2 separate regions of the Mus musculus genome follow, and region 1 is linked to region 2. Evidence: chromatin contacts called from public Hi-C data. All regions are on one chromosome and are shown on one strand. Each heading gives the region's core, a stretch centred on a gene start, on an enhancer-like site or on the middle of the called end of the contact. The rest is flanking DNA. Distances are from core to core; before and after follow the strand shown. Region 1 overlaps Plxdc2 (plexin domain containing 2). Region 2 overlaps Plxdc2 (plexin domain containing 2).

What was found. A called contact is a pair of places that touch in the nucleus more often than the background predicts.
Region 1: a Hi-C map of the G1E-ER4 cell line shows a contact between it and region 2, with 2.1 times the contacts expected there. The contact joins two enhancer-like sites. A contact is called at or near these places in 1 of 15 datasets of contacts at CTCF or cohesin (the NIH/3T3 cell line) and 26 of 484 Hi-C or Micro-C datasets (the G1E-ER4 cell line, the Patski cell line, adipose-derived mesenchymal stem cells and 13 more).

The regions. Positions count from the first base shown.
Region 1 is chr2:16,450,419-16,455,745 of GRCm38.p6, forward strand. The region is part of intron 1 of Plxdc2 (plexin domain containing 2); the gene reads left to right. Among named protein-coding and RNA genes, the nearest start is that of Plxdc2, 97 kb to the left of the region's middle. Within about 2 kb of position 2,848, at least 9 of the 459 cell types and tissues checked have an H3K27ac peak or open chromatin away from gene starts, as enhancers often do. A contact at or near this core is called in the G1E-ER4 cell line, where this site is marked.
Region 2 is chr2:16,372,693-16,377,773 of GRCm38.p6, forward strand. The region is part of intron 1 of Plxdc2 (plexin domain containing 2); the gene reads left to right. Among named protein-coding and RNA genes, the nearest start is that of Plxdc2, 19 kb to the left of the region's middle. Within about 2 kb of position 1,714, at least 18 of the 459 cell types and tissues checked have an H3K27ac peak or open chromatin away from gene starts, as enhancers often do. A contact at or near this core is called in the G1E-ER4 cell line, where this site is marked.

The DNA.
Region 1 (5,327 bases), core at 1,598-4,097, 79 kb after region 2:
AAGTATAGACTATGAATAGTTATATAGTTCAGAAGGTCAGTTTCTACTCTGTTGGCCACCTTCCTCATCATTAAAAAATGAGTCCCTCTCTTCTTCTGGAACATGAAGGTTTAGATTTATATATCTGAAAAGAATTTACAAAAGATGTCCCTTCCTTTCACAGAGTGTCTGGTCTGATGTGCTTTGTCACAAAACCAAGCACTGCCATTGGACTTCACTGTTAGCTATATTTTCTTTCTTTGGAGTCTCCATTCTTCTTAAGGATTTTTTTTTTTTCTTAAGATTGTGTTCCATCATTAAAAGCTTCAGTGGAATTGGCTCAGGACTGCCAATGTGGGCTATTTCCAGTAAAAAGCTGCAGCTAGCCAATGAAGGAAAGAAGCTAAAATCCAGTCAGCATTCCATGTGCCAAGCACAGTGCCCTAGGAGCAGTCCCAACAATGCATGTAAAAATCCCACCCAGAGGACATCTGATTCTAATTTACACAAAGACACTCTGCAGGCTAGCAGAGTCCCTGGAGCTAAACTAATGCTGCCTCACTGTGAATTGAGGGACAGTTTGCCAGTGTGTTTAAAAGCTTGTCATAACTTATCCTTTATGGGGCTGTTCCAGTAGGGCGGAGTTATGTATGTGTTGGGATAGAGGCAATTAGACACACTTCAGTGATAGTTTTATTTACTTGCTGTTTGTTCAAGCCCTGGTGCTGGGGATCTGAGGGGGAAGGTTTATTAGAAGCAAACTCCCTTTGTGAGCCCTCATTCAATTAGATTTGAGCTTCCTGGACTCCACCTGTGAAGAAGTGGTCGGAGGCGGCCCCTCTTGTGACCGACAGTGTTTGTGTTTTCTGCTAATAAAGTTTTGAATGGATCATACCACATGGACTTGATGTCTTAATTTTGTTGGATGGACACATTCAAGAACAGAGAGTAAACAATTGGCGCCTTGCTCAGGGATGTCTGAGCATGTACCTCCCTCGCTTAGGGATTTTGTAATAAAATACAGCTCAGTGATTCAAAAACTAAAACATGTTTTTAAAGCTCCTAAAGTTGATCCAAAGTGCCAGAATTTCCCAGCTTGGCCTGGCTTCAAGGCCATGAGAGCTCAGACCTTGACTCATGGAACCATTTCCTTATTAACAGACATAGTGTTTCACATACTTGAGGCTTGAAAAAAACAACTGGACTTCAGCCTCTCCAGCGCAAAGCTCTTCTCAACTCTTTTGTTTTTGAGGCAGGCAGGGTTTCAAAGGAAATCTTGTGTCTGTCTATATTGTTTATTCTCAACTTATCCCAAATGCTCTGGCTTATGTATGGAAAATCCCTTGAGTTGTTTTCTAAGTTGTTCAGTCTTTTCTTGTTTAAGAGCAGGAAGCTGCAGATTGTCAGTAGTCAGAAGAAAGCGTGCTGTTGAGCACTAGCTCTGCTGCGGAGGACCATGATTTATGTATTTCTGAGCTGATTACTCTCAGTAAGAGTCTACCCCCAAATATCATATAAGACTAAGAAATCCTCTTAGATGCACTATCAGAAAAGTCTTACACAGGATAATGTCTATCTAAGCTATTTTAATATTCATTTTATCCGCCGGGCAGTGGTGGCGCATGCCTTTAATCCCAGCACTTGGGAGGCAGAGGCAGGTGGATTTCTGAGTTCGAGGCCAACCTGGTCTACAAAGTGAGTTCCAGGATAGCCAGGGCTATACAGAGAAACCCTATCTCGGAAAACAAACAAACAAACAAACAAAAAGACAAAACAAAAAAATTCATTTTATCCTATTTCGGGGTGGTTTTACCTGCCTGTATGTCAGCACATTATGCACATGCAATTCCCATGGAGGCCAGCAGAGGGCACCAGATACCCCAGGAATGATTTTACAGCTGGTTTTGATCCATCATGTGGGTGCAGGGAATTGAACATTGGTTCTCTAGAAAAAAATAAAAGGTGCTATTGACTTCCGTGTGACTTCTCCAGCCCTGCCTAGATGATTTTGTCAAAACATTAATGCATCTATCTGCAACTCAGTGTTTTTGGCAGAGTTGTAGAAGCATAAAAGTATCAAAGAATTTATATACTGTTTCTTTGTAGCTATGCTATCCTGAGGGCTTGGCATAATTATTATTTGTGTATATCAAATAGAATAATTTCATTTAATGGCACAGATAAGATTCTATTATCTGTTTTATATGCTGCTAAAGAAGGTATATATCATTCATAACAAATTTCTAATTAATATTTAAGTGAACTGTCCATTTTTAATATTCACATAATACGTTATATTGTAAGCTGTCCTTATTCAGAGTCATTCCTGTTCACCTTGTTAAATCTTAAAATCAGTGCTCAATGACCTTGGGTTAAACATGTCTCTAAATACACTTTCCTTCCTTTTTACATTATGACCCTAGGCTGAGCACGCTCAGGAATGTACTGCTTAGCCAAGCATACTCAGGGATCTGTGTTCAGTGAATTGCTTTCCCGAATGAATATGTAAAGGCTCCCTCAAGAAAATCCCCATATTCCATGAGCTAAGCCCTCTAACCTAACGTGTGTCGCTCAGAACAGTGTCTACTCTTTTGGGTCATTCCTTGAGTGCTTGGTTTGTTTCTGTAGTAAGTGTCCTGTGAGCCCATTGCTATGACATACTTACATACAGGAGCCTAACATGGCCCTCATGAGAGACCCTACCAGTGGCTCACTTACACCCAACCATTGGACTGAAATCCCGGATCCCTATTGTTGAATTAGGGGAAGGATTAAAGAAGCTGAAATGGAGACCCCTATAGGGAGACCAGCAGTCTCGACTAACCTAGACCCCAGGGAGCTCTCTGAGACTGATCCACCAACCAGGAGCATACAGGGGCTTGTTTGTGGCCCTTGGCAAATATGTAGCAGAGGTTGGCCTGATCAGGCCTCAGTGGGAGAAGATGTGCTTAGTCCTTGAGAGACTTGAGGCTGCAGAGAAAGGGGAGGCCTGGTGGGAAGGGAGCACCCCTCAGGCAAGCCTGAGGAGGAAGGGATGAGGAGCTGTGAGAGGGCAGAATGACAGGGCAGCAGCCACTGGACTGGAAATAAATAAAATATTTTTTTTTCAAAGTGCTAAGTCAGCTCCCCTGCCACTGGTTTCTGTATTTACTTTTTAAAAAATTATATTGGTACCCATGTGTTTGCCTGTGATGCAGTGAAGGGTCGAAGCTCATGATTTCAGCTTTGCTTTACGCTTTAGGTGGCAGAAAATATATGCTGGGCTATGCTTTATTGTCACCCCGCAGAGATACAATAATGGCTTCTTCTGATGACCATGCCTTTGTATTTCCTACCTCTCCATGCCTTTTCAGAAGTTGACAGAAAATGGATTCAAAATCAGGGGCAGAGTTAAAGGTCTGCAAGTGGTGGCTGTGTAAATACGTCTGTGGCCCTGCTGCCACCAACACTGCTAACTCACTTAAGCTCAGGAGGTGACACCAGCAAGCTCTATTTAACATCAAAGTGCCACGGTGAGCCAGCAGGTCCTGCAGGAAAGTCTGCCAGGCTTGTTGCTCCTCAATCAGAACCATCAGGCAGCTGAGGGCCAGGAAGTCTCTGCACACCAGTGAATTTATAAGCTGCTGGTACATGGCAGAAGTCACACGGTGGTGTGCTAAGTGGGCTTTAGGTGGACAGTCTGTGGGTCATAAAGACAGACCTGCCTTTACAGGTGTCGAGTACAGGTGTCGAGTGAGTTCAGTGAGAGGTACCTTTGGTCTGCATCTTTTTTGTTTTCTTTTTATTTGCTTATGATGTTGGTAAATGACACTTATCTCCCTATCTTTGAAAATAAAGTCTATATGAGCACTTCCTCATTGACTTTTATGTCAAATTCTATTTGAATTAGCAAGCCAGCAACTTTCTCAGGCACACTTTCGTCCCTTCTAAGATTGGGGAAAACAGGCCATCACAGAGTTAGTTTCATCTGATCCCTTTTAGTAGTGAGGAGTCTGAAAATACATTCGTGGAAAATGAGAAGTTCAAGGTTGCTATAGCCTAACTCATAGTCGGTAGTGAAGGTCTTTAAATCTGGGATAAGAAGCCAGGGCGGATTTATTCTGGGCACTGAACGCTATTTTATGACTTCAGCTTTGCTTACTGAGATAGAAATGAATGTTGGAGTGTGATTAGGCTTTTACAAATATTAACTCTCATCATGCAGATAATCAATATCCATCACGAAATGTAGAAGAAAGTGGGTATGAGCAAAAGAATTAAAGAGCATCCATACTGGGCTGGACAGATAGCTCACCAGTGAACAGCACTGACTGCTCTTCCAGAGGTCCTGAGTTCAATTTTTAGCAATTACGTAGTGGCTCACAACCATCTGTAATGGGATCCAATGCCCTCTTCTGGTGTGTCTGACAGCCACAGTGTACTCATATACATAAAATAAATAAATCTAAAAAAAAATTTAAAAAATCTCCATTTATAGCCTTGGCCACTGGGGAGACTTTGCTGTGATGGAGCTCACAGTTTTATACTCAGGTGGAGCTTAGCTCTCAAGACCTTGCTGCATTTAGCAAGTGGCAAGTCACATGGGACCAGTAAGTTCTTTTTCTTCCTCAGAGAGAGCAGATGTTGGCAAGGAAGTAGATGATGATGTCTGTTATCATTTTAGAAAGAGCCATTCTGCATAATTTGGTGGTATACACTAGTAGGAGAATTCAGAACTTGAGGCTAACTTGAGCCATATTTCAGGACACTATCTCTGAAACAAACACAAATGAACACCATAGGACCCCCTTCTCCAGAGGTTATCAGTTTTTACCATATAATTTGAATTACCTTGGATAAACAAACCTTGAGTTTTTATCTTGGAAACTCTCCAAGATACTGAAAGTGCAATGAGTTTTTGAATTGACTTCTGTACTTGGGATAGTCACATTATGTTTCAGTGGTGTGGATGTCTAATTAGATTGTCAAGAGACTCAAATACTTTGTTGAAATGTTTTTCACTTTCTCATAAGTGATGAACAAAATATTAACAGTGATTTAAAAAACCATAGCACATTCTAAAGTGCTTCTATGTCTGTTTCATTCTAATTATTAAACTGTTTCTATATACATAGAAAGATAATTAATATAAATATCACTTTTGGTGGAAAAACAGAGCAAGTGCTAGCTTTCCATTGCTACAACCAAATACCCAAGTTTACTTGTAAAGAGGAAAGGTTTATGCTACCCTAGTTTTGGAAACTGTGGTCCAGGATTGGTTGGCCTCTTCAGGGATTGGAAAGAGTCCTAAAGAATCAAGGCACACCCTTCAATGACAAAAGAACCCCCAGTAGGCTCCACTCTTAAAG
Region 2 (5,081 bases), core at 464-2,963:
ATTGAGGAGGTTGTCGGGCAGACGGCTAGTGGCTAGTACAGTAGGAAGGTTGTACTTGCCTGATGCTGAAAGCTGTCCTGAATGTGACAGCTAACCTGTGGCAAAATTTTTGGTTGAGTGACTAGCTCTGAATGGACCATGGTGTGGAAGCAGTGAGGAGAGAGGACTTGGGGACAGAGTGAATTACAGACTTTTACATTGTGACGATGGTGACCAAGGCTCAGATGAGGGCATTCACCTAGCTCCCATGTGATTTAGAGACTAGGCAATGACTCCACCTGAGAATTCAGTATTCAGACATTTACAGAACAGTCTTTCCACTGGAGCTTCCAGAGTCAGCTCAGCAGAAGGTATCATTGAGTTCATGAATCAGAGTCACAATGGATTATGGCTAACAGAGACCAGCAGCAAACAGGAATAGACAGTGAGTAGGAGAGAGGTTGAAGTCCAGGAAAAATGGTCTTGGAGAGGTAGTGTGAGGAAGGAATCCAGGAACAAGAAGATCTAGGGGACACAGATTTGTAGGGGTTCTTGGGCAGACAAAAAAGTCCTCATTTTTTTGGCAAAGATGGAGCGATCCGGGAGGGAGGTAAGGGGTAATAGTGCCAGGCCATGGGAGAGTACATAAGGAAGAATTTGTTCAGCTATTTTGAAACATCTATCGGAAAATAATAATGTAGACGTGAGTGGATGGGCATATAGAGAACAGGGGGTTTTGAGCCTGTCCATAGGTTCTGAGGAAGCAGCCTGTGGTGGGGAATCAGACTGGGGCATGCGGATGTGCTCCAAGCACAGGAAGCAGGGTTCTGACTGCTGTATTGAACATAATCACAGTGCTCCCCAAATGCAACTTGACTTTAAGAAGATCTTTGATTGTGAATACTGAGAACAGGCATGATAGATAACAGAAATTTAATTAAGACTTAGATAGTATCATGTTTGATGTAACCCAAAGTCATTCAATACAGGAAATCTCGTAAGTATAATAGAGTTTATTGGAAAGAGTATTTCCAGAAGGGGCTGTGGAAAAATGAGTGAACTCTGGATTTTATCACTTAACTCCGGCCTACAAAGCCACTGGGACATCATGAAGAAGAATGGAGGGTTTTGAAAAAGGATATAGAAGATGATTTCTTTCCTTCTTCCAGTCAGATTAGTACCTAGAAAGAAATGCAGTAGTGACTTTAAGAATTCAAACTGTAATATGAAAAAGGTGATGTTTTTCTTCACTGGTCAATGATAATTAGTCTTACTATTTTTTACACATTAATTATTTTATGACAGTTGTGAAGATGGACTTTTATAGTGAATAACACAATTACTGGTACATAGCAGGAAAGCAGAAAATGTGGAAAATTATTTTTAAGTTTCTAATACTCAGGGAACCTAAGCATCAAGAAAATAATCTTTAGTGAAACTTTAGAAGTCTTTCTCACTAAGAAACTGTAACATTTACAAAGGAGTTACTGTTCCCTTCACGGTGAGTTGAAGTTTTTTGTCAATAATCATTTTATGAAATTGTCTGAAGACTGAAAGGACAGATTGTCACTCTCTGTAATGTGCTACCCAGTAATACATTCCAGAGTAGCTTGAAGTTTAAAAAACAAGAAAAGTCTCATGGTTATTCAAGTTTCAGATTAAAAGCTAAAGTAACAGTTAAAACCACAAACCCTTCTCATCTGGAGGCTGTTTGCCAGGAGTATAAGATAGTTTTGTTTAACAATTAGGTCATTGCTTGGTGTCCTCTGTAAATGAGTATGTGCATTTGTGGTGTGTGTGTGTGTGTGTGTATGTGTGTGTGTGTGTGTGTATGTGTCTTGTGAGAGGGTGGGTGAGTGTGTGTATCTGTGTGAGTATGTGTGTGTGTGTGGCTGGTTAGAGGGTGAGTGTGTGTGTGTGTGTTATGAGAGGGTGGGTGAGTGTCTGTGTATCTGTGTGAGTATGTGTGTGTGTTTTGCTGGTTAGAGGGTGGGTGAGTGTGTGTGTGTGTGTGTGTGTAGTGTGTGTGGTGTATGCATGTGTGTATTGGGGTGTACAAGAAGGAGTGAGTTGAAAAGAAAGTAAAGTGAAAGGAACAAGGTGCAGACCAGGTTCTGATGGTTCCATAATATTTATGGATTACCATAAGGGGGTTACATCTGTTTTCATAAATTATTGGTACTATTTTACCTGTGTAAACCTTTGCAAAGACCAAAACAACACCATGCAATATTAATGAGTGTTGTTTCATAGGGCATGCAAAAGTGTTAACATAGAATATAAATGTGCCTTGGTTTAGAGTGATCCTTCAGCCTGTAGCTGAACTTGATGGGTCATTTATCGTTGTTTGTCTGAGGAACCTGTTTTATCACATGCTTTCATATAAGCCAGAAGCTCAAGCCTCTTCTTCCTATTTAGCCCATTCTTACTCATCTTAGACTCTCAATATTTAACCTGGTGAAAAACAAACAAACAAAAACCCCAAAAAACTCGCTAGCATAAAACCATTTATTTTCTCATTGACATTTTGGATAAAACATTAACTTCTTTTTTTTTTTTTTTTTTTTTTTTTTTTTCCATTTTTTATTAGGTATTTAGCTCATTTACATTTCCAATGCTATACCAAAAGTCCCCCTTACCCACCCACCCCCACTCCCCTACCCACCCACTCCCCCCCTTTGGCCCTGGCGTTCCCCTGTACCGGGGCACACAAAGTCTGCGTGTCCAATGGGCCTCTCTTTCCAGTGATGGCCGACTAGGCCATCTTTTGATACATATGCAGCTAGAGTCAAGAGCTCAGGGGTACTGGTTAGTTCATAATGTTGTTCCACCTATAGGGTTGAAGATCCCTTTAGCTCCTTGGGTACTTTCTCTAGCTCCTCCATTGGGAGCCCTGTGATCCATCCATTAGCTGACTGTGAGCATCCACTTCTGTGTTTGCTAGGCCCCGGCATAGTCTCACAAGAGACAGCTACATCTGGGTCCTTTCAGTAAAATCTTGCTAGTGTATGCAATGGTGTCAGCATTTGGAAGCTGATTATGGGGTGGATCCCTGGATATGGCAGTCTCTACATGGTCCATCCTTTCATCTCAGCTCCATACTTTGTTTCTGTAACTCCTTCCATGGGTGTTTTGTTCCCACTTCTAAGGAGGGGCCTAGTGTCCACACTTCAGTCTTCATTTTTCTTGAGTTTCATGTGTTTAGGAAATTGTATCTTATATCGTGGGTATCCTAGGTTTTGGGCTAGTATCCACTTATCAGTGAGTACATATTGTGTGAGTTCCTTTGTGATTGTGTTACCTCACTCAGGATGATGCTCTCCAGGTCCATCCATTTGGCTAGGAATTTCATAAATTCATTCTTTTTAATAGCTGAGTAGTACTCCATTGTGTAGATGTACCACATTTTCTGTATCCATTCCTCTGTTGAGGGGCATCTGGGTTCTTTCCAGTTTCTGGCTATTATAAATAAGGCTGCTATGAACATAGTGGAGCATGTGTCCTTCTTACCAGTTGGGGCTTCTTCTGGATATATGCCCAGGAGAGGTATTGCTGGATCCTCCGGTAGTACTATGTCCAATTTTCTGAGGAACCGCCAGACTGATTTCCAGAGTGGTTGTACAAGCCTGCAATCCCACCAACAATGGAGGAGTGTTCCTCTTTCTCCACATCCTCGCCAGCATCTGCTGTCACCTGAATTTTTGATCTTAGCCATTCTCACTGGTGTGAGGTGGAATCTCAGGGTTGTTTTGATTTGCATTTCCCTGATGATTAAGGATGTTGAACATTTTTTCAGGTGCTTCTCTGCCATTCGATATTCCTCAGGTGAGAATTCTTTGTTCAGTTCTGAGCCCCATTTTTTAAGGGGGTTATTTGATTTTCTGAGGTCCACCTTCTTGAGTTCTTTATATATGTTGGATATTAGTCCCCTATCTGATTTAGGATAGGTAAAGATCCTTTCCCAGTCTGTTGGTGGTCTTTTTGTCTTATAGACAGTGTCTTTTGCCTTGCAGAAACTTTGGAGTTTCATTAGGTCCCATTTGTCAATTCTCGATCTTACAGCACAAGCCATTGCTGTTCTGTTCAGGAATTTTTCCCCTGTGCCCATATCTTCAAGGCTTTTCCCCACTTTCTCCTCTATAAGTTTCAGTGTCTCTGGTTTTATGTGAAGTTCCTTGATCCCCTTAGATTTGACCTTAGTACAAGGAGATAAGTATGGATCGATTCGCATTCTTCTACATGATAACAACCAGTTGTGCCAGCACCAATTGTTGAAAATGCTGTCTTTCTTCCACTGGATGGTTTTGGCTCCCTTGTCGAAGATCAAGTGACCATAGGTGTGTGGGTTCATTTCTGGGTCTTCAATTCTATTCCATTGGTCCACTTGTCTGTCTCTATACCAGTACCATGCAGTTTTTATCACAATTGCTCTGTAGTAAAGCTTTAGGTCAGGCATGGTGATTCCACCAGAGGTTCTTTTATCCTTGAGAAGAGTTTTTGCTATCCTCGGTTTTTTGTTATTCCAGATGAATTTGCAAATTGCTCCTTCTAATTCGTTGAAGAATTGAGTTGGAATTTTGATGGGGATTGCATTGAATCTGTAGATTGCTTTTGGCAAGATAGCCATTTTTACAATGTTGGTCCTGCCAATCCATGAGCATGGGAGATCTTTCCATCTTCTGAGATCTTCTTTAATTTCTTTCTTCAGGGACTTGAAGTTTTTATCATACAGATCTTTCAGTTCCTTCGTTAGAGTCACGCCGAGATATTTTATATTATTTGTGGCTATTGAGAAGGGTGTTGTTTCCCTAATTTCTTTCTCAGCCTGTTTATTCTTTGTGTAGAGAAAGGCCATTGACTTGTTTGAGTTAATTTTATATCCAGCTACTTCACCGAAGCTGTTTATCAGGTTTAGGAGTTCTCTGTTGGAATTTTTAGGGTCACTTATATATACTATCATATCATCTGCAAAAAGTGATATTTTGACTTCCTCTTTTCCAATTTGTATCCCCTTGATCTCCTTTTGTTGTCGAATTGCTCTGGCTAATACTTCAAGTACTATGTTGAAAAGGTAGGGAGAAAGTGGGCAGCCTTGTCTAGTC